7 separate regions of the Mus musculus genome follow, and regions 2, 3, 4, 5, 6 and 7 are each linked to region 1. A link is a contact called in public promoter capture Hi-C data. All regions are on one chromosome and are shown on one strand. The core of a region is the stretch at or near the end of the contact, and the rest is flanking DNA. Distances in the headings are between cores, read along the strand shown.

Region 1 (2,700 bases), core at 44-2,543:
AGGTGAGGCACAGTAGTGGCTGTGGGTCATCATGTGGGTGCTGGAAATTGAACCCAGGTTCATTGCAAGAGTAGCAACTGCTCTTAACCACTGAGCCCATATACCCCAGCTTTTTATGTGGGTGCTAGAAACTTGAACTCAGGTCCTTGTCCTTTCATGGGAAGCACTCTTATCTACTGAGCCATCTCCCCAGCCCCATCTTGTCCCTCTCTTTTCTTTTGTATTTTTCAAGACAGGGTTTCTCAGTGTAGACTTTGCTGTCCTGGAACTTGCTCTGTAGACAAGACTAGCCTCAAACTCACTACATCAACCTGCCTCTGCCTTTGCCTCCTAAGTGTTGGGACTAAAAGCATGTGCCACCACACCTGGCCCATTTCTGGCTTTTTTTTTTTTTTTTTGGTTTTTTGAGACAGGGTTTCTCTGTATAGCCCTGGCTGTCCTGGAACTTACTCTGTAGACCAGGCTGGCCTTGAACTCAGAAATCCTCCTGTCTCTGCCTCCCGAGTGCTGGGATTAGAGGCGTGCGCCACCATGCCCGGCTCCCATTTCTGGCTTTTTATGGCCAAAGACACTACTTATAGATTTCACTTGCTTGATAGTCATTGAATTTCATTTATGTAACACAGGACTTTGATCTCAGGGTTAGCAATGGTAGTTCATACTTTCTGAGCGCTAAACTCAAGGTTTCCTGGAGTGAGTTCTATCTGTCCCTGGCTTGCTTGGGGAGAGAAAAGGCTCTTCTGAAAAAAAAGAGGCAATAATAGCTTAGGATGTTATCGGAATCTTGCATTGATGTTGAGGCTGCTGTTACATGCACACTTGGCTCAAGTCTCTAGGTCTCAATCTTTCTGCAGATGCCAGATGTATGAACTTTAGGAGGGTCTGGTTTTCTAAAATCACAATTAGGGAGAACCAAGGACCCTGAGTTCTCTATTTTCCTAGTATTTGGAATACAGAGGAAGCGCTAGTCGCCATCTTGCTATCAAATGCCAGGCAAGGAGCCACTGGCGTCGTTTGGTAACCACGGTGACACTCCGGCTTTGCCTTCTTAGAGACTGGAAACTACAATTCCCATCAGCCGACTTCCCCTCCGGGCTCTCGAGTGCTCTACATTTGGCTTGCACACAGCCGCGACTCTACGCAGTGACCCGTGGGAGTTGCTGTTCGCCGCGTAGCCTTGCCTTTTGCCGCTGGAGCCTCCAGAACTACAAGTCCCGTGAGGCAGCGGAGTGCGCACGCGCAGAGCCGCGGTCCTCCTCGGGCCCCCTGCCAGTGCCAGGAGGTAAAAAGAGAGGGCGGGGGAAGGAAGAGGAGGCGGGATCCGGACGCTGCGTTGGCTGCGGCCTGGCACGAAAGGGGCGGCCCCGGCGGAGAGCAGACCCAGTAGTCCGGGCGATTATGGACCCGGCAGAGGCGGTGCTGCAGGAGAAAGCGCTTAAGTTTATGGTGAGGAGATGGGTGCGGGCAGGGGACTAGTGGAGGCGGCTGCGTTGGCGTGTCGCTGAGCTTAGGCCAGGGTCACCCGCTCACCGCAGGAGGGGGCAGTGGGACTGGGGGCCAAGGCCAGTGGCGAGGCGGAGGGAGGGACTGGACCTGAGCTTGGGGGAGGGTGCAGGAGGGTACAGAGGGGACCCTGGGGTGGGGGCAGCAGCTCCGCCATCTTGTGGAAGAGAGGCCAAGTGACAGCGGGAGCTCATTCGAGGTGGGGGCTCCTGGCGGCGCGCGGGGCCCCAGAGGGAAAGGGGCGTGGGGACAGTTACTGAAGAGCGGAGGAACCCGGGTGGAGAGACGCCTGTGGACGCTGGCAGGGGCCTTCCCGGTGTCAGGGTTACGGGTAAGGCCTGGGAGAGGAGGTGCACTCAGGAGTGGGGAATAGTGGAGATAGGATAATGGCAAGACAGACACTGGGGGCAGGGGGAAACTGGGCAGGGCTGGAAACTGATGGCTGTAACGGCGAAAGTGGGAAAACCATGGCTGGGAGGCAAGTATTTTTGTAGGATGGGCTGAGAAGATAGCCTTTGCCTAAGGGCTAAGGGTGGAATCCCAGTTAGCTCTACTAATGTTGGCAAACTCTGGAAGAGGCCTCATTTAAGAAGATAAGGACTCAGACCTAGGGCTATGGTGACAGTTCCTGGGAGAGAAAGACAGTGTTGATTGTGAGCTAGAATTACAAATATCAGAAAGGAGATACGTGCTCTGTTTTGAAGGAGAGGGTCAAAATTATTTGTGGTAAGGACAAAGCGATGAAAGAAATGTAGTTACAGGTGAGTGGGGACAAGGTTAATAACCAATAAGAGAAATCAAAACAAAACTTGGGCCTTCAGTGGTGAGGTAGTAAAAAGTGGGGGAAGCCAGGTGCTGTATTGCTTTCTGTGAGAAGAAAGTCCTTGGAGAAATGAGATGTGAGGAAATTTCAGAGGAAGGATGTAGGGAGTAGAGAAAGTGAGATAAGTCGGGATTGGTGGTTGCCCGTGAGTTTTAGGTTGTAGTACAGAGTGAGTATTGCATTTTTAGGGTCTGTGTCAACCCCTTAGGCCCTGTTTCTGTAACTTTGTATGGTGGTTCTCCTTTGCTGTGCTTGTCTTTGGCAACCTTGACCAGTCTGATATTTGATGCTTTTAATCTGATGCTTTCTTGTATAGCCTAGGTGTAAACCAGCCTCTAGTTACATCTAAAGAAGGATGGATGCATAGATTTTTT
Region 2 (2,700 bases), core at 128-2,627, 1.0 Mb after region 1:
CTGACAGGCCGAGCCAGTGACAAAGAGCTGGCGGCCTAGGCTGAAACCGCGGAAACAATCCTTCCTGGAGGAGAACACAGTCCCTTTAAAGATAGGAAAGATGCTACTCACGTTGTCGATCACAACAGGCTGGTTGGCGATCACATCGTAGGACTCCATGGCAGAGGAATCTTTCCCTCCGAGGAAGGAACTGCCAGCCCGGTCCGCAGCAAACGCCACTGACACGCATGCGCAGTCTAGTCGCCGGTACTGGGCATCCAGGGAGCCGCCCGACCTCGCCTCGGAGGAACTACAATCCCCAGCATTCTTTGCCCCAGGGCTTGCGCTCCAAACCGGGTCCCAGCCCGATCGGATTTAGGAGATTGGACAGTGTATTTCCTACACATGGTGGGGTCTGTAGTGTTTGTAGATTAAAGAGCCACAGTGTTGATGATTATCTTGCATGACTGGATTTGAGATCCCTTCGAAGGGGTTTCCAGTACACTCTTAAATTTTGGAGTCTGAAGTACTTGTGAGTAGTTGGGTTTGGATTTGTCAGTACTTCAGGGGCGGTTGAATTTTACAGAGTAGTTCTATCTCTCAGCCATTCCTTCACTTGGGCAATACAAACCATTAATAAACATCTGTCGCTCAGTGGTAGAATGCTTGCCCAACACATATCCCAGCAGCACCGGGAGTGGTGCTGGAAGCCTTTAATCCCACCTCTTTCGAGGCTAGTCTGGTTTACAGAGTTCCAGGACAGCGAGGGGCTATAGAGAAAAACCCTGTCCCGAAAAACAAAAAAATGAAACAAAAAGCAAAACAAGACAAAACCCATGAAGCAAAAGCCAATGGAGGTTATAAAAAAATACCTGTACGTTGGATGCCACAAAACCACGGGCCTAAAATATCATCTAAAGGTTTAGAAATTGTTTTATTATTTTTCTTGACCTTGATGGATGACAACATCCAGGCGAAGAGAAAGAATAGGTAAATTTTTTTTAAAACAGCCAGGCATTTTCCCCAGGCACATTTCGAGTTACCCTTTTTGTCAATAGTTCCAAGAAATATTAGAGTTGTAACATTAATAATAATGACATACTGTCTAATGAATTAGTTGTCAAGCTTATCTTAAAATTGTGTATTAGTAAAACAATATTAAGCGCTTCTTAGTAGTTGTGTAGAGCTTTCATAGGACCCTGGCGCCTCAAGGTACCAAGTCTCTGTTCTAAACTGGGTTCCTCCTAACACTAGGGGGAGGCCAAGATCCTTGGGACGCTCCCAACCCAGGGGCAGGGAGGCGGAGTCTATTGTCAAGTCACGCCTTCCCCACTTGTGACTGGCAAAGACACTAGCCAATAGGTGTCAGGAAAGGGCACGCTGACGCCCCGCCCCTTGGAGCTCCCCGCGGTCCCACAGCATCCTCTGGCCGACGTCTTGAAGGCTCCGGCTTGGGCGGACGGAGCCTCGTGCGCAGGCGCGGAGTTAGACCTCGCCGTAGCCCCCATCGCCTCGGGGAGTCTCATCCACAGTGGGTCCGCTGGCCCATAGGGGCGCTTTCCCTCCTCTACCCTCCCGGGTTCTCCGCGCGCCCTACGCGCCCCAATGGCGGAGCTGCGGCCTAGCGTCGCCCCCGGTCCCGCCGCGCCCCCGGCCTCTGGCCCTAGTGCCCCTCCGGCCTTTGCTTCACTCTTTCCCCCGGGACTGCACGCCATCTACGGAGAGTGTCGCCGCCTCTACCCTGACCAGCCGAACCCGCTCCAGGTTACCGCTATCGTCAAGTACTGGTATGCTCTGGGCCTCGGGAGGACGGGGTCCGGCCGGGAAAGCTTCGAACACCCGGGACGAAGTAATTTGCAGAAGGGGGAGGAAGAAAACGGTTTAAGTACTGGGGAACCAGGAGCTTCCTGGTGCTGTGGAAGGAGTTAGGACAGAAGTTGGGAATGGGGACAAAGGGTTAATGGATCCCTTGAGTAGTGAGGGGTTAACCCGGATTAGGACAACCGAGAACTGGGGGTGTATACAGAAGCGGAGGGGGGACTGTAAGAGCGAACTGTAAACGTGGAGAAAGGAGGGGGCGCCTGTGGTGGGTCATTAGTGGGCTTGGGGGAGCCAGGGGGCGGCTGGGGTGGGATGGGGGGGGGAGTGAGGCGGGGCCTGGAGAGCATTTGAGAGGGCTTTGGAGGGCACAAGACCGCGTAGTCTAGGGCGGTCCGGGAACCAGGACGCCCCTGTGGGTTAGGAGGGAGCAAGATGAGGGCATTGTGCCTTTGATGAGGGAAGAGTTGAGGAGAGGCCTTCTTTCAGTCTTCTTTCGGGACCTTCCCGAGCGCAGGAGCTTCTGTCATTCAGTGCGAAGCTGTTGCTCTTGAAGTTTGACAGAGCAGCTCTTCCAGATAAACTTTTTGCTTACTCTGCACAGTTCTCTTTCTCTCTGCAGAGCTTGCTTCTGGCTTTGCAGCTGCTTTAGCTTTAGGACGTTAGTTAAGAACAGGTTTCGGGAGAGCCAAGCATTAGCTCGGGATTGAAGGGGATCATAGCTCGCCACCAGGTGCGTGACAGAGACCTGAGTGGGCAGGAGGAATGAAGAAGCGCATTCTGTCTTGTCTTCGTGATTTCAGCCGAAGTTTAAAGATGCCCTGTAAAAGATCAGTTTCCAAATGGGCTGGCTGTCTTTGGGGGTAGAAATGGCACTTTCTCGTCTCCTATTCTTTTTTGCAT
Region 3 (2,700 bases), core at 159-2,658, 1.1 Mb after region 1:
TCTTGCCCTCTTCACTCTGCTTCGAACCCATTGTATGCGGGGCAGCTGCGAACCGGGGCCGGAGACAGTGTGCCCAGTGTGCCCCGTCAGTGGGTCCCGCGGGCCGAGGCTCTCCCCCACCCGTGCTGCTCCAGGCAGAGGCGAGAGAGGCCCTTCCTCGCTGCGCTGGTGGCGGGGACCGGCGGGCCGCACCCCCAACCCCAGCGTGAGCCCCTAGTGTCCCTTCTTAGAGGGAAGAAAGCGGAGAGACCTGAGACAGAAAAAAAGCAGCTTCTAACTGCCCGGCCCGCTGATCATTTTTATTATCGAGATTATTATTAAAAGGGGGCGGGACCCCAGGATGCGGAGAAGGGGGCCAGAGACGCAGCTATTTCTATTAAACAGATTATTCTTGAAATAATACACGCAAGATGGCTGAAGGTGGCTGTGATGAGTGTTCGGGCTGGGGGGTGGTTTCTTCCTCTCCCCCCTTTTTTTTTCTTTTTTCTTTCTTTTTTTTTTCTTTTTTTTTTTTTTTTTTTTTGATCTAAGGATAAAGCTCTGAAGCGACAGCCGCAGCGGAGACCCTGCCCGGAGTGCCCGCCCTCCCCTCACTTGAGAAGCTGCGGGAGGACAAACGGACCCACGGACAGAGCGACGGGCGCGGGCCCGCCCCGGACGCGTCTCCCGGGCAGCGCTGGGGGCAGCAGGCGCTCGTCGTTCTGCCGACTTCTTCCAATTTTAATCTTTTTAAAAGATTTTTTTTTTTTTTTTGGAAAGGATCGGGATGGGTGGAGCAGAGGTAGAGAGAAATCAAGACTTGGCATTTTTCTCCTTCTCTCTCTCCTAATTTGTTGGAGACCACCAGCCCTCCCCTTGGAGGAAAAAAAAAATCCCACCAAAGGGAGGGTGGAAAAGCGAGCTACAGGACCCTCAAGCGCGCGCCCGGACCCCCAGTCCCCACCGCGGCCGCTGGGAGCTCAAGATGGCTGGGCGCTGAGGACGCACCCGGCCCGGCTGGCTCGGCCTGGCCCCGCCGCCGCCGCCGCAGGCTGGCTCCGACCGCAGCCCGGAGCCTTCCAGGCCGGAGCAGAGGCCGAGAAGAAAAGAAAGTGGGGGGGAGGGGTGGGGTGGGGGGGCGAAGGGGGAGGGCCGGGCGGGGGGAGGGGAGGGCCGGGAGCCGAGCCTCCTGTTCATTAGCAGTTGAGAAAAATTCCTTTCTAGTTTGATCAATCCTTGTTTTCCTCAGCGCAGGCGAGGCGCCCGCCCAGTGCGGGGACAGGGAGTGGGGTCTCTCCGCGGCGGGGGCGCCCTGCGCGGGGCCTCCAGGGAGCGCAGAAGTAGCGACGAGGGGGTCAGGCCGGAGCACCTCCCGGGCTTCTCCCTCCCTCCCTCCCTCCCTCCCTCCCTCCCTCCCTCTCTGGTTGCCTTTTTTTTTTTTTTTTTTTTTCCACTTCTCTCCCTCCCCCTTCCGTTTCTATTTGTGAAGGGAGGAGGAAGGCAGAGGCGGGCTGGTGTCTCTGGCCGGGGACTGGAATTTCATCTGAATGACTGCCCCAGCGCGCACGCAGCGCCCCGGAGTCGGCCCGCCCGCGCCCTGCCACCCGCAGCCGGCCGGCCAGCTGGGGGACGCCTGCGCCACGGCCCGGGGACCGCTGGCGCGCCTTGCTCGCCGGCTCCGGCTCTAGCCAGCCTCGGCGCGGCCGAACTAGCTTCCCGTGCCCCCTCGGACCTCGGCCGGGATCCAGGCGAGGAAGGCGCGGCTCGCACCAGCCAGAAGGTAGCCACTGTCGCCGCCAAAGGAAGAGTGCGGCTCCCCCGCTCGGTGCGCCGCGGGGCGCGCCCCGATGTCAGCCGCGGGGCCGAGCGCAGGCCGTGGGCCGCCGCTGCCCTAGCCGCGCTGCCCCGGAGGCGGCCTGTTATATGGAATTTGGACCACAGCGCTCTCCTCCAGGGCTGGTGCCCGGGCCGCGGCCCTGGCGCAGCCCGCCGCCTCCCGCTAGCCACTCGCCAGGAGGAGGAGACGCAGCCGGCGGCGCGCGCGGCGCGAGGACCCAGGCTCCCTCCTCTGGGGGGCGGGCACGCGGAAGGCGCTGGTGACTGAGCGACTGGCGCGGCCGGCGGGGACCGGAGCTCCGGGCTCGGTGGGTCCCCAGCTGTACCAGACGGATCCCCAGGGTTGGGGACTTAGAGAGGTCTACCCGGGCCCCCTGCCCGCAGCCGCCATGGCGGAGAATTGGAAGAACTGCTTTGAGGAGGAGCTCATCTGCCCCATCTGCCTGCACGTTTTCGTGGAACCGGTGCAGCTGCCATGCAAACATAACTTCTGCCGGGGCTGCATCGGCGAGGCTTGGGCCAAGGACAGTGGCCTTGTGCGCTGCCCGGAGTGCAACCAGGCCTACAATCAGAAGCCGGGCCTGGAGAAGAACCTGAAGCTCACCAACATCGTGGAGAAGTTCAACGCCCTGCACGTGGAGAAGCCGCCGACGGCACTGCACTGCGTGTTCTGTCGCCGCGGCCCCCCGCTGCCGGCACAGAAGGTCTGCCTGCGCTGCGAGGCTCCCTGCTGCCAGTCTCACGTGCAGACGCACCTGCAGCAGCCCTCCACCGCCCGCGGGCACCTCCTGGTGGAGGCGGACGACGTGCGGGCCTGGAGCTGCCCGCAGCACAACGCCTACCGCCTGTACCACTGCGAGGCCGAGCAGGTGGCTGTGTGCCAGT
Region 4 (2,713 bases), core at 191-2,690, 1.4 Mb after region 1:
GAAGACAGAATTGCGGCCGGGCGTGGTGGCGCACGCCTTTAATCCCAGCACTCGGGAGGCAGAGGCAGGCGGATTTCTGAGTTCAAGGTCAGCCTGGTCTACAAAGTGAGCTCCAGGACAGCCAGGGCTATACAGAGAAACCCTGTAAACAACAACAAAACAAAACAAAACAACAAAAAAAAAAAAAAAAAAAAAAGAGAGAATTGCGAGGATACCGCTGAAATGAGCCCAGAAATCACTCGTCCTGGAAATTATAAAAAACACTGTGGGTGTTCACAAAAAAGGAAGAGTATTGTGTTTATGGAATACAAAGTAAGATCAGGAAAAACATTTTAAAACGCGCTTCAGTTGGGAGGCAGAAAGTTCAGTTTGGGAGCTACTGTGCTACCGCATCTAGTCTGATGCAATGGACTTGAGAGTCCTGGTGAGCTGTGCTCCACAATGAATCTTCTCCGGAGCTAACAGCGTTTGACCTGTGCATTTCATAATAAGCTTTCATGGGCCTTCTCAGGTTGCTCTCCCCTTCCTATTTCCCCAAATTGCCTGGGTGCACGTTAAAAAACAAAACAAAACAAAACAAAACAAAACCAAAAATAGGGTCCATCTCATTCTGTGATTATAGCAGGACTACAGGAGAATCCCTGTGATGACAAAGTTTGGGAAGCTGACCACACTTTGAGAGGTTTGTTGAGAGCTAGAAAACAGCAAAGGTCGTCCGTGAGGGCCGGCAGGTGGCGCCACATGATCGTGAGCAGCTGAGGGCTCACAGAGTCACGGAGACCGCAGGTCCTCGGCGTTGCTAGGGCCACCCTGTCACCGCGAATCTCCAGAGGAACCGCATGCAGGGGTAGTGGGCTGGGGGGCTTGACTAGTATCCCGATTTGGTTTTAGGCTATGTGCATCGTAAGCTGTCTCCAGTCCGGCTCTGGTGCTCCCAGGGAAGGAGGGCTCAGCCCATTCTGCGGCGACACGGAGCCCCGTGGAGCCCGCAAGTCCCTGCAGCAAGGACCCGAGGCCTCGCGCCTCAGGGCAGTATTGCAGGGCTGCCAAGCCGCGCGCGAGGATCTACTACAGAGACCCCACAGGGAGCGCCGCACCCGCGGACCGCTCCCTTTCATTGGCCGCCTGGAGGAAGACCACGCCCCCATCCCTACAGCGCTCATCTTTGACTGGCTCTTGCATCCGGGATGGCCACGCCTCCTCCCCGCGCATACACAAGAGTCACGCGCCTTTCAGTTGGAAACTTGGCATGCAGAGGAGGACAGTGGCCCTCATCTCCCCGCCCACCTCCCGTGCCATTGGTGCGGCACGCCGACTGCGACCACGCCCCCATTCCAGCCCCCTGGCTGGGAAGGCGGGCACCCGCTCTTGATTGGCTGGCAGACCTGCCTCTCGCGGGAGAGGCTAGCACGCCCCTCCCTCCGCTCCCTCCTCCCTCGAGCCCGGGGGTTCCTCAGCTGGCTCAGTCCGAATCAGTGTCATTCAGAGAGAAGGACAGCTAAGGGCTGGGCGCGAACGCGCGGTTGCAGTCCTGCTCGGGCGCCGGTGCCTGCGCTCGCGCCGCCGGGTGGGAAGGATGAAGCCTCAGCTGGAGCAGCCACCCTATGATTGGCTGTGGCGCTTGTGAACCCGAAGTAAAGATGGCGGGCGGGCAGGCAGCCGCCGCACTGCCCACTTGGAAGATGGCGGCGCGCCGCAGCCTCAGTGCCCGCGGCCGGGGGGTCCTGCAAGCAGCTGCGGGCCGGCTGCTGCCGCTGCTACTGCTGAGCTGCTGCTGGGGAGCGGGCGGCTGCACAGCGGCCGGCGAGAACGAGGAGACCGTGATCATCGGGCTGCGGCTGGAGGATACGAACGACGTGTCGTTCATGGAAGGGGGTGCTCTGCGGGTGAGCGAGCGGACCCGGGTCAAGCTGCGGGTGTACGGGCAGAACATCAACAACGAGACGTGGTCCCGCATCGCCTTCACTGAGCACGAGCGGCGCCGGCACACACCCAGCGAGCGTGGGCTGGGGGGCCCCGCGCCTCCGGAGCCGGACAGCGGCCCCCAGCGCTGCGGCATCCGCACCTCAGACATCATCATCTTGCCCCACATCATTCTCAATCGCCGCACATCGGGCATCATCGAGATCGAGATTAAACCGCTGCGCAAGATGGAGAAGAGCAAGTCTTATTACCTGTGCACGTCTCTCTCCACGCCCGCACTAGGCGCCGGCGGCTCCGGGTCTGCGAGTGGCACCGTCGGGGGCAAGGGTGGCGCGGGGGTGGCCGGACTCCCGCCTCCTCCGTGGGCCGAGACCACCTGGATTTACCACGACGGTGAGGACACCAAGATGATAGTGGGCGAGGAGAAGAAGTTCTTGCTGCCCTTCTGGCTGCAAGTGATCTTCATCTCGCTGCTGCTGTGCCTGTCGGGCATGTTCAGCGGCCTCAACCTGGGGCTCATGGCTCTGGACCCGATGGAGCTGCGCATCGTGCAAAACTGCGGCACGGAGAAAGAGAAGAATTATGCCAAGCGCATCGAGCCGGTGCGCAGGCAGGGCAACTACCTGCTGTGCTCGCTGCTGCTGGGCAACGTACTGGTCAACACCACGCTCACCATCCTGCTGGACGACATTGCGGGCTCAGGCCTTGTGGCGGTGGTGGTCTCCACCATTGGCATCGTCATCTTCGGAGAAATCGTGCCCCAAGCCATCTGCTCCCGACACGGCCTGGC
Region 5 (2,700 bases), core at 119-2,618, 1.7 Mb after region 1:
GAATTTTTATTTTATTTTATTTATCTCAGTCTGTAGCCCCAGATGCCTGTACTCACTACATAGATTAGGCTGGCCTTGAAATTACAGAGATCTGCCCAACAGTGTTGGGACTAGAGGGACAAGCCATTCACACCTGGCAATAGGAACAAATAAAACTAAAATGTCCTGTCCTTGCAGTCATGTGCAAGCTTAGAGCCATTTGGTAGTGGAAAAAAATCACCAAAGACTAATAATTGTGAGCCTGTGAGTTAGTATTTTTTAAAAAAATGTACTACTGTTGAACAGCAGCCTGCTACAAAGTCTAAGCTGACAGGTTTTGCTTCTGTTTCTAAATAATCCAATAACTACTATTAAATACCACCAGCCTTTCCATGTGAAATGGGCATTTCATTAAAGTCTTGGGGTGAGCAGCTGCCCTTGCTTTGTAACAGGCTCCTGGATACAGCTATTCCCGTCTTATGGGCACCTATCTGGAGTAGTGCCATCACCAGGTATAAGGAAGATGAAAGTCAAAGGACCACAAGCAGCAAACAGCCTCTGTGGAAACCCTTGCACTGATCAAACACGGCAGTGACTCTCAACCTTCCTAATGCTGCGACCTTCCTTCTGTTGTGGTGAAACCTCTCTTCCCCCTCCCCCAATAAAATTATTCCGTTGCTCCTTCACAGCTGTAATTTTGCTACGGCTAGGAGTCTCGTAATGTAAATAAATATTTTTGGAGATAGAGGCTTGTCAAAGCGATCATGATCCACAGGTTCAGAACCGCTGGGATACAAAATCTAATCCGTTTTTAGAGCCCAGGCCTGGAGAACCGCAGGGCCATTCCACGTTTACTCTGGTTTTGACAAAGGCCACGGCGCAGGTAAAGGAGACCTGGTTTCCCGATCGCAGCTCGGAGGAAACAAATCGCTATGGCCATAGAGGCCAAGACACACGAACTCTGCCAGAGATGGGGTCAAAATCCAGAGTCCTCTCTCAACATCCACTGGATGGATGACCTTGGGGAGCTCCCCTCTCGACCGGCCTCACTCCCAATCCACACTGGGAAGTGGGGCATAAGGCTCTCCGCTAACCGTGCGAGCCCTGGGGCGCTCGTCACTCGCGGTGCTGAGGCTTCCTAGATCCGCCATGGGGCCCTGACCCTCATTTTCTCCAGCGCCTTTCCCATTCCCCAGCGTCTCCCCGCAAAAAGAAAACCTCGCGCTGTTCCGGGGCTGGAAAAACGGCCAGACTCTAGTCGGCCCTACAAAGCTCAATCACCGGACCGAGCAGCCAAGAGCGCTTTCTCACCCACCTTCGTCCGAACCCCAAACTCGGCGGCCGATGTCCTTCAACAAACCTAGCGACGAGCTCGGCCCGACCGGAAGACGCCCCCTCCCCGCACGCGACCGACAGGCCGCGACGACTCGGCCCTCGGCGTGGATTGGCTATAAACGCCAAGTCCCGCCCTTCTACTTCCCGTTTCAGCCGGCGTCAGACCCGACGTCAGAACGGAAGTAGCCCTGGTCTTACCTACGCTCGTGGACGAGTCGCGTGGAGCTGTCGGCTCCCTGTTCTGCGCGTGCGATTGCGTTGAGACGCTCCGTGAGGTATGCGGCGGTGGGAGCCTTGGGGCTGATGACACGGGAGCTTCGGCGTGGAGGGAGGAGACTTCATGCCTGTCACCTCGGCTTCCTGGCCTGGGTCTCCGGGTTTCGTGCTAAGCACAGTTGGCTTGGGATGGGAGGTCTTATTCCCTCAATCCCCTCGGAGCTAGCAGTTCATGCAAGCCATGCTGTCCTCTGCAGGTACCTTAAGTGCCTTCTCTACGTGATCGCCAGACTGTTTGGTGCCTCGGTCTCATCGGGTCTATAATGGGAACTATAGAGTCCCAGCGAAGTAGACCTTGTGAGCTATACTGTTTCTACGAAGCATGCACCCATAACAGAACAAACCTTACATTTTTCGTTCGTCGTCCCTTTCACAGTCTCACTCGGCTACTAAAGTTTTCTTCCTAGGTATCCCAGAACCAACCAGGCTGCCCTGCGTCTTCATTTATACCTCGTCTTGGTTCTCATGGTTTCCCTGATGTGCATCGTTTAAATCCTTACACTGGCTTTCACTTCTGTCCAATCTGTAGACTGAGGAATATTCTCCATTATTTTGTCACGTTCCCCATGGCTCTGAAGTACCAAGTAAACGCAAACTATTAATTTTTTAAGTATCTTTCACCAAAGAGCCAAATTATTTTCTAAAATATAAGTTGTTACCATGCTTTATTTTCCCTGTAGCTTAATTGAATAATTCAGCTTTTTAGAAAGCCTTTGAAGAGTTGTTTGACAGGCAACTGGTTGGTGTATTTTGAGAAATAAACTTTTTCTTTCTTTCTTTCTTTCTTTTTTTTTTTTTTTTTTTGAGACATAGTTTCTCTGTATAGCTCTGGCTGTCCTGGAACTCACTTTGTAGACCAGGCTGGCCTCGAACTCAGAAATCCGCCTGCCTCTGCCTCCCAAAGTGCTGGGATTAAAGGCATGTGTCATCACGCCTGGCAAACTTTTTCTTGTTTCTCTGTTGTTGTTGTTGTTGTTGTTGTTTTTAGCATTGTCTACCATCATATTTCTATTTACTATTATTATAGTTATTTTTGAGACAGGGTCTCATTATGGAGTCCTGTCTTGTCTGAAACTCACAGAGATAGGCCTTCCTCTGCCTCCCAAGTGC
Region 6 (2,700 bases), core at 186-2,685, 1.7 Mb before region 1:
GGGGCCCAACGAAAGAGACTATCAGTTTCACCTCTGTTGTGTAAGGGGCTGATGCACTTGCTCCCTCAACATAGAATCTTAGTCCCAGCTCAATTTTTACGTTCAGGAAATAGATGGGCTACCAATCTTGCCTCGCAGAGAAACCGAAACCGTTTTTCTTAACATGCCTTATTCCCACATCCATTCCAGTCTGGAACTCTCACTTTTGACTGCACAATGATTTTTTTTTCAACCACTCCCAGGTTAAGATTTAATACGTACTTTTATCTAGCTGAGAGATCCCAGATTCCGGTTCCTGCCCCGTCACTTTAAAGGAAAGACGCAGCAAGGAGCTTGTGAAAGCGCCGACCCGAAGCACATCTCAACCCAAGCTATCGGATAGAGTTCACCGTCTGATTTCATGCCAGCTGGTTTGTTATAGACTTACCTGTGCTTCGGGATCCCCCCCCCCCAATCCCATCCCATCCCTGCTTAGTCCCAATCGGGATCAAGTCTTTGGCTGACAAGATTTTTGCTTCGCCTCACTGACCGTTAGAAGTAAGTCCTGGTTCCTGACTGAGCTCATCTACCAGCCAGGACTTTGCTTGCACGGAGTATTGGCTCAAACCGTGTGTAGAGGTAGGAGCCAGGAAGAAACCTATCAGCTCTGGGTCTCAGTTGGGATTCTGGCTCTAAACAAGGTTCAGGGTCGGGTCAGCCCCAGGTCCGGTTCGCAGCCTGGTCCAGGTCTCACCTTGACGCAGTCGATCGGGTACATCACGCAATGCTCCAGGATCCCTGCCACGGCGCCCGCCACCATGTGCGTGGTGACAGTGGCTCCAGCCGGCAGCGCTTCGTATTCCGGGCCGGACTCCGGATCCAGCCGTACAGGGGGCTGATAGGCCCCCGCCTCCCCGCCGCCGGCCCCCCGGCCCACGCCCCGCTGCAGCCACCCGTCCAGCAGCGCCGACTCCCCGGGGCTCCGCCCGGGCCCAGCAGCTGGTCCTCCCGCCACGCCGCCTGCACTCCGCCCCTCCAACTCCATCCACTTCGGCCAGCCGCGGCGCCCACACGCGCCGCCGCTGCCGCCACCACTGCCGCCGCCCCCCGGCCCCGTTGCGTCCGCCTCAGGCGCGGCCCAGAGAGCCCGGGGCCTCCGGCTCCCGCTTGGCCCCGAGGACACGCCCCCCAGACAGCCATTGGTGTAGGCCCTAACGTGTCTCCGCCCCCTTTTTACGGAGCCAAAATGTATCTGTGTTATTCGTCAGATAGCTTGTCATTAGTCCCGTAGGTCCCACCCCTTCCCCTTTGATCTTGGAAGCGTCTTGTTTATTGGCTCTTGATTGGCGGACTTGCCCGATCGACCCGCCCCTAGCGTTTCGGAGGCGGGAGAAACGTAAAGCTGAACTTTGATAGGCTCAACCGCTCTAGCTACTTTGGCGGTGGCCATTGGCCCGAACCACTTCGTTCTTCCATTGGATGTGGAGAGAAGCGCCTGGAGGACAGGGACCGGCTCCCGGCTGTACCCCGGCGCGGCGTGCGTGGCGGTCGGGACTGCCGGGGAGAGGGGGCGGTGCCAGCCAGACCTTCAAGGTCAAACCGCTGTCGGTTGCCGTTAGGACGCGTGCTCTGGCGTGCACCGGGTGTCGAGTAGCACGGTGCGACTGTTCCCGCGGGATCTCAGGCGGGGGCGGAGTCAGCCCGGACCCTGCGTCCCCTGGCACGGCCCAACCCGCCGCTAGGGGAGATCGGCTGTGAGCCTCGGGTGGCTCTGGAGTGGTGTGCCATCAGCGCAGATCCGCTCGCCTTGGGCCTCCCACCCAAAGCCGCCTAGTGAACCCTCCAGTGGGTGGACCGATGAGCTCTCATTGGGTGGACTCTGCGTTGGGAAAGGAGAAGGCGAAATGGGATGGTTCGGAGGCGACGACAGGTGTCAGGGTCTTGGAGCACCATCCCAATCGCGGCAGAGCAACTGCTGATGCCTGGGAGTGGAGCTTGTTCCGAGACATACACTTGAACTTCGTATCCCGAGCTCGCTTGCTGATAAACTCCACCGGGTCTGATGGCTGTCCGCTCTCTCTCTCCGGGACCGCTGAGCTGCTGCTTCTTGAGAACCGCTCCCCGGTTGTAAAACGATGCTAGGGACGTCTGGTCCTCAGGGCCACTACCTTGAGCAGAAGCGGGCACTGAAGCGACTCTCGAGCCTCAGCCTCTACTGAGGAGCGAGGGCCCCTTTCCGCTCGCTGGTTCTGCAGGCTACCTCAGGCTCCCTTCTCAGCAGCGTGTTTGCACACGCTTCCCCAGTTTCTAGCTCTGCCTTTACAACCTATTTTAATGAGATGATGACGCAATTGCAAACTTTTCCATCTTTTCGTAGCGCTTCCTTAGAACGGTTGGAGGCTTTTCCATTTCCTCTCTAAAGCTTAGCCCTTCGGCGGACGGGTCTTTCAACTAATCTTTGGCAGTAGTTACTAACGTTTGTGTCGTGATCTCTTGGAAAATAAAGCTCTTAAGTTCCCAACCCCATCCCCAGTCACACACAAAACTGCTTTTTATTTCGGGTTTCAGCGTGAAGGAGATTCCGTTAACCTCGGGTTAAGAATTCTTCCCCACATCATATACAGACTTCTTGCTACCCTGCACTTTTCTCTGAGAGATGAATAGATCTCAAAAAAGCCTCCACCCCCCAGTCCTGTTAAAATATCAATTTTCTTCCCTGAC
Region 7 (2,700 bases), core at 33-2,532, 1.3 Mb after region 1:
TACACAAACAGATAGGCAGGCACATACTTATAAATAAAATAAAAATAAGAAATAAACTATAAGTAAACAAATGTACAGAAAGCAGAGCTGACCTACAGTAAAATTTTGTTTGAATTTTTTTTCTTTTTCCTCTTTTTTAAAGATTTATTTATTTTATTTAGGTGAGTACACGGTAGCTGCCTTCAGATGCACCAGAAGAGGACATCAGATCCCATTACAGATGGTTGTGAGCCACCATGTGGTTGCTGGGAATTGAACTCAGGACCTCTGGAAGTGCAGTCAGTGAGCCATCCTCCAGCCCAAGAATTTTCTTGGATGAACTTTTTTTTTTTAACCAACCTCTACAGACTCTCAATTTAGGATTTTCAAGTTCCTATTGCTATCCACTTCTTTCAGAGGTCCCAGTGTACATCATTTGACTCCATTGCTTTGGGATTATGGCACCACAGTGCACCATGTGGTGGAGGGTTGTTCACTCCAAGGTCGGGATGGAAAGAGAGACAAAAAGGGACCAGGATCACAATATCCCTTCAAAGGGTATACTCCAGGGACCTAACATCATAGTAGGACTTGCTTCCAAAGTAATTATAAGCAGAGTTTTAATTAAAAGGCTATTCATAAATACAAACTACTAATGATTAAAAAAAAAAAAAAAAGCCAGGTGGTGGTGGCACACATAGATGGATCTCCGTGAGTTTGAGGCCAGCCTAGTCTACAGTCAGGACTACACAGAGAAACCCTGTCTTGAAAACACATACGCACACACACACAGAATTTAATGATGTTGACATTTCTTTACCTTAGTCATTTGAATTTCATTTTCTTTGGCCTGTGCCCTTTGCTAATTTCAATAAAATATGTTAGAATTGAACAGGGTCTCTATTTTATTTTATAGATATTTTATTTTATAGATGTGGTCTCATGTATCACAGGTCGGCCTCCACTTGCTATACAGCCAAGAAAGACCCTGAACTTCTGACAGAGTTGTATTAATGTGCCTAGGTAACGCAGTGCTGGCCCTAAAACAGATAACAGAAGACACAGGGGTTGAGTAATTTGTAGCCACATCACTCCTTGGGATGCTATCCAGATCTTCTGACTCTAAACTAGAGATTCACCTAAATTATATTCTATCCCCTCCAGGGTAGCCTGCCTAAACGGTATCCTCCTTCCATGTCCATCAACTGAACATTTTAAGTAATTTTAGTAAGCAGTTTGAGCTAAGCGCATGCGGTCCTTCCTCTTCGCACGATTGGACGGTTGCGTCTCTTTTGGCCCCAGGGACTCGCCGTCGTCCGGCTGCGGGTGATCGCTAGTTGAGGTGATGGCGACTGGGACGCCGGATTCGCAAGCCCGATTTGGTCAGTCCGTGAAGGGGCTTCTCACGGAGAAGGTGAACACCTGTGGCACCGATGTAATCGCGCTCACCAAGCAGGTGCTGAAAGGCTCGCGGAGCTCCGAGGTGAGCGGGGCGTGGGCTCCCCGGGCCCAGTCCTCCTCCCAGCGCTGGCTCCGGGAGAGGCGGCGCATTGCATCCTGGGGAGTGTAGGCTTTTGGCCCAGGCGCGTGTTGCATTCTGGGTGAGTTTCTTCAGTTTAGGTTGAATGCTTGTAGTTGGAAGAGATGATGGGTGGGAAGGGGAGAAGCACAGGCGGGCAGATGAGCTGCGGCTCCTACACAGTGCCTGTTTGTGTTCATGGGCGTCTGTAGTGAACATCAGTCGCTTTTCGAATCTCGGCTTGGCGATGGCCTCAACTTCCAAGATTTCTTACACCTCTCTCTTTGTGGGTTTATTCTTTATATTTCTGGCCAAGCTCTTCACTGTTTCCTAGACAAGCTTTTTCTTTTGCCCTACCATCTCCTCCCCCTTTCTCCATCCTCCATCCGATTCTATGAATGGAATGATTTGATGACACGTACACGCTGCTTGTTGAGGTCGTTATCTGCCCTAGAGAAACCGTGTGCCCACACAAAGACACGTACATGTTCATACACTTTTCCTCATGAGACAACTCACACGCTCATGGACAGGTAAACGGGCATATGAGATGCAATGACCTCGTCTTTGGTATGTATTTACTAATGGAAAATTAAACGTATGGCGGTGCCTAATGGGCACACCTTAGTCTGAGCTCTCAAGAGACCTGGGATACAGAAGGGACTGCTTAGAAAACTTCCAATTTCACCTTCCTTAGTAACCCCTACCTTAGTAACCCTTCGGCAAGTGGTTACCGTTTCCAACTTAGTTTTCATAGGAACGGCACCTGCTTTCCTATGTAGTTGCAATAATGACACACTATGTTCTCAGGCCTTTGGATCTGTGCATGGATGTTCACAACATCTGACTTATATTACTTTAAACCTGCAGTGTAGCAAGAGCTGGCTTTCACTGACAGTGGCTGCAAAACAAAATAAAAATCCCATTACAAGAAGTGCTCGCCCTTACTGTATAACAGCTGTTGACATTGCTGACCTGATGATCTCTGGTGACATGTTTTGCATGTGGTCCCATCTGACACGTTGCTTTTAGGAATCTGTGTCAGGGGAAAGTTTGAAGAAATTAAAGAATTGTTATATTGCTTTTTTTTTTGCAGATATAAATTATGCAAATCATGGTTTCACCATTTGACACTTTATCATGGTTGCACAGAGTTCCTGGGTCGTTTTTTGTTGGCAGTCAAGTTGACTTTCCTTTCTTTT

Evidence for each region. Promoter capture Hi-C pulls out the DNA fragments that hold promoters and counts their contacts. Capture Hi-C pulls out chosen DNA fragments and counts their contacts.
Region 2: a promoter capture Hi-C map of pre-B cells shows a contact between it and region 1, with 2.5 times the contacts expected there. The contact joins the promoter of Sufu here to the promoter of Btrc in region 1. A contact is called at or near these places in 2 of 39 promoter capture datasets (liver and pre-B cells), 1 of 484 Hi-C or Micro-C datasets (CD8 T cells) and 1 of 9 other capture datasets (liver).
Region 3: a promoter capture Hi-C map of liver shows a contact between it and region 1, with 3 times the contacts expected there. The contact joins the promoter of Trim8 here to the promoter of Btrc in region 1. A contact is called at or near these places in 2 of 39 promoter capture datasets (liver and pre-B cells).
Region 4: a promoter capture Hi-C map of pre-B cells shows a contact between it and region 1, with 3 times the contacts expected there. The contact joins the promoter of Cnnm2 here to the promoter of Btrc in region 1. A contact is called at or near these places in 1 of 39 promoter capture datasets (pre-B cells) and 1 of 9 other capture datasets (adipose tissue).
Region 5: a promoter capture Hi-C map of liver shows a contact between it and region 1, with 2.9 times the contacts expected there. The contact joins the promoter of Atp5md here to the promoter of Btrc in region 1. A contact is called at or near these places in 1 of 39 promoter capture datasets (pre-B cells) and 1 of 9 other capture datasets (liver).
Region 6: a promoter capture Hi-C map of hippocampal neurons shows a contact between it and region 1, with 3 times the contacts expected there. The contact joins the promoter of BC037704 here to the promoter of Btrc in region 1. A contact is called at or near these places in 2 of 39 promoter capture datasets (hippocampal neurons and pre-B cells).
Region 7: a contact with region 1 is called in a promoter capture Hi-C map of pre-B cells, with 2.8 times the contacts expected there. The contact joins the promoter of Borcs7 here to the promoter of Btrc in region 1.

What each region holds. Positions count from the first base shown.
Region 1 is chr19:45,362,441-45,365,140 of GRCm38.p6, forward strand. It overlaps Btrc (beta-transducin repeat containing protein), which reads left to right and starts at 1,294. Exons shown (of 15, transcript NM_001037758.2): 1 at 1,294-1,446. The coding sequence starts at 1,399.
Region 2 is chr19:46,395,519-46,398,218 of GRCm38.p6, forward strand. Sufu (SUFU negative regulator of hedgehog signaling) reads left to right here and starts at 1,378. Exons shown (of 12, transcript NM_001025391.2): 1 at 1,378-1,766. The coding sequence starts at 1,585. It overlaps Actr1a (ARP1 actin-related protein 1A, centractin alpha), which reads right to left and starts at 223. Exons shown (of 11, transcript NM_016860.2): 1 at 112-223. The coding sequence starts at 159.
Region 3 is chr19:46,500,240-46,502,939 of GRCm38.p6, forward strand. It overlaps Trim8 (tripartite motif-containing 8), which reads left to right and starts at 1,409. Exons shown (of 6, transcript NM_053100.2): 1 at 1,409-2,700. The coding sequence starts at 2,205.
Region 4 is chr19:46,760,169-46,762,881 of GRCm38.p6, forward strand. It overlaps Cnnm2 (cyclin M2), which reads left to right and starts at 1,441. Exons shown (of 8, transcript NM_033569.3): 1 at 1,441-2,713. The coding sequence starts at 1,605.
Region 5 is chr19:47,089,279-47,091,978 of GRCm38.p6, forward strand. It overlaps Atp5md (ATP synthase membrane subunit DAPIT), which reads right to left and starts at 1,369. Exons shown (of 4, transcript NM_023211.5): 1 at 1,295-1,369. Pdcd11 (programmed cell death 11) reads left to right here and starts at 1,488. Exons shown (of 36, transcript NM_011053.2): 1 at 1,488-1,589.
Region 6 is chr19:43,673,743-43,676,442 of GRCm38.p6, forward strand. BC037704 (cDNA sequence BC037704) reads left to right here and starts at 1,436. Exons shown (of 1, transcript NR_045645.1): 1 at 1,436-2,700. It overlaps Slc25a28 (solute carrier family 25, member 28), which reads right to left and starts at 1,139. Exons shown (of 4, transcript NM_145156.1): 1 at 734-1,139. The coding sequence starts at 1,024.
Region 7 is chr19:46,688,624-46,691,323 of GRCm38.p6, forward strand. It overlaps Borcs7 (BLOC-1 related complex subunit 7), which reads left to right and starts at 1,283. Exons shown (of 5, transcript NM_025563.3): 1 at 1,283-1,462. The coding sequence starts at 1,325.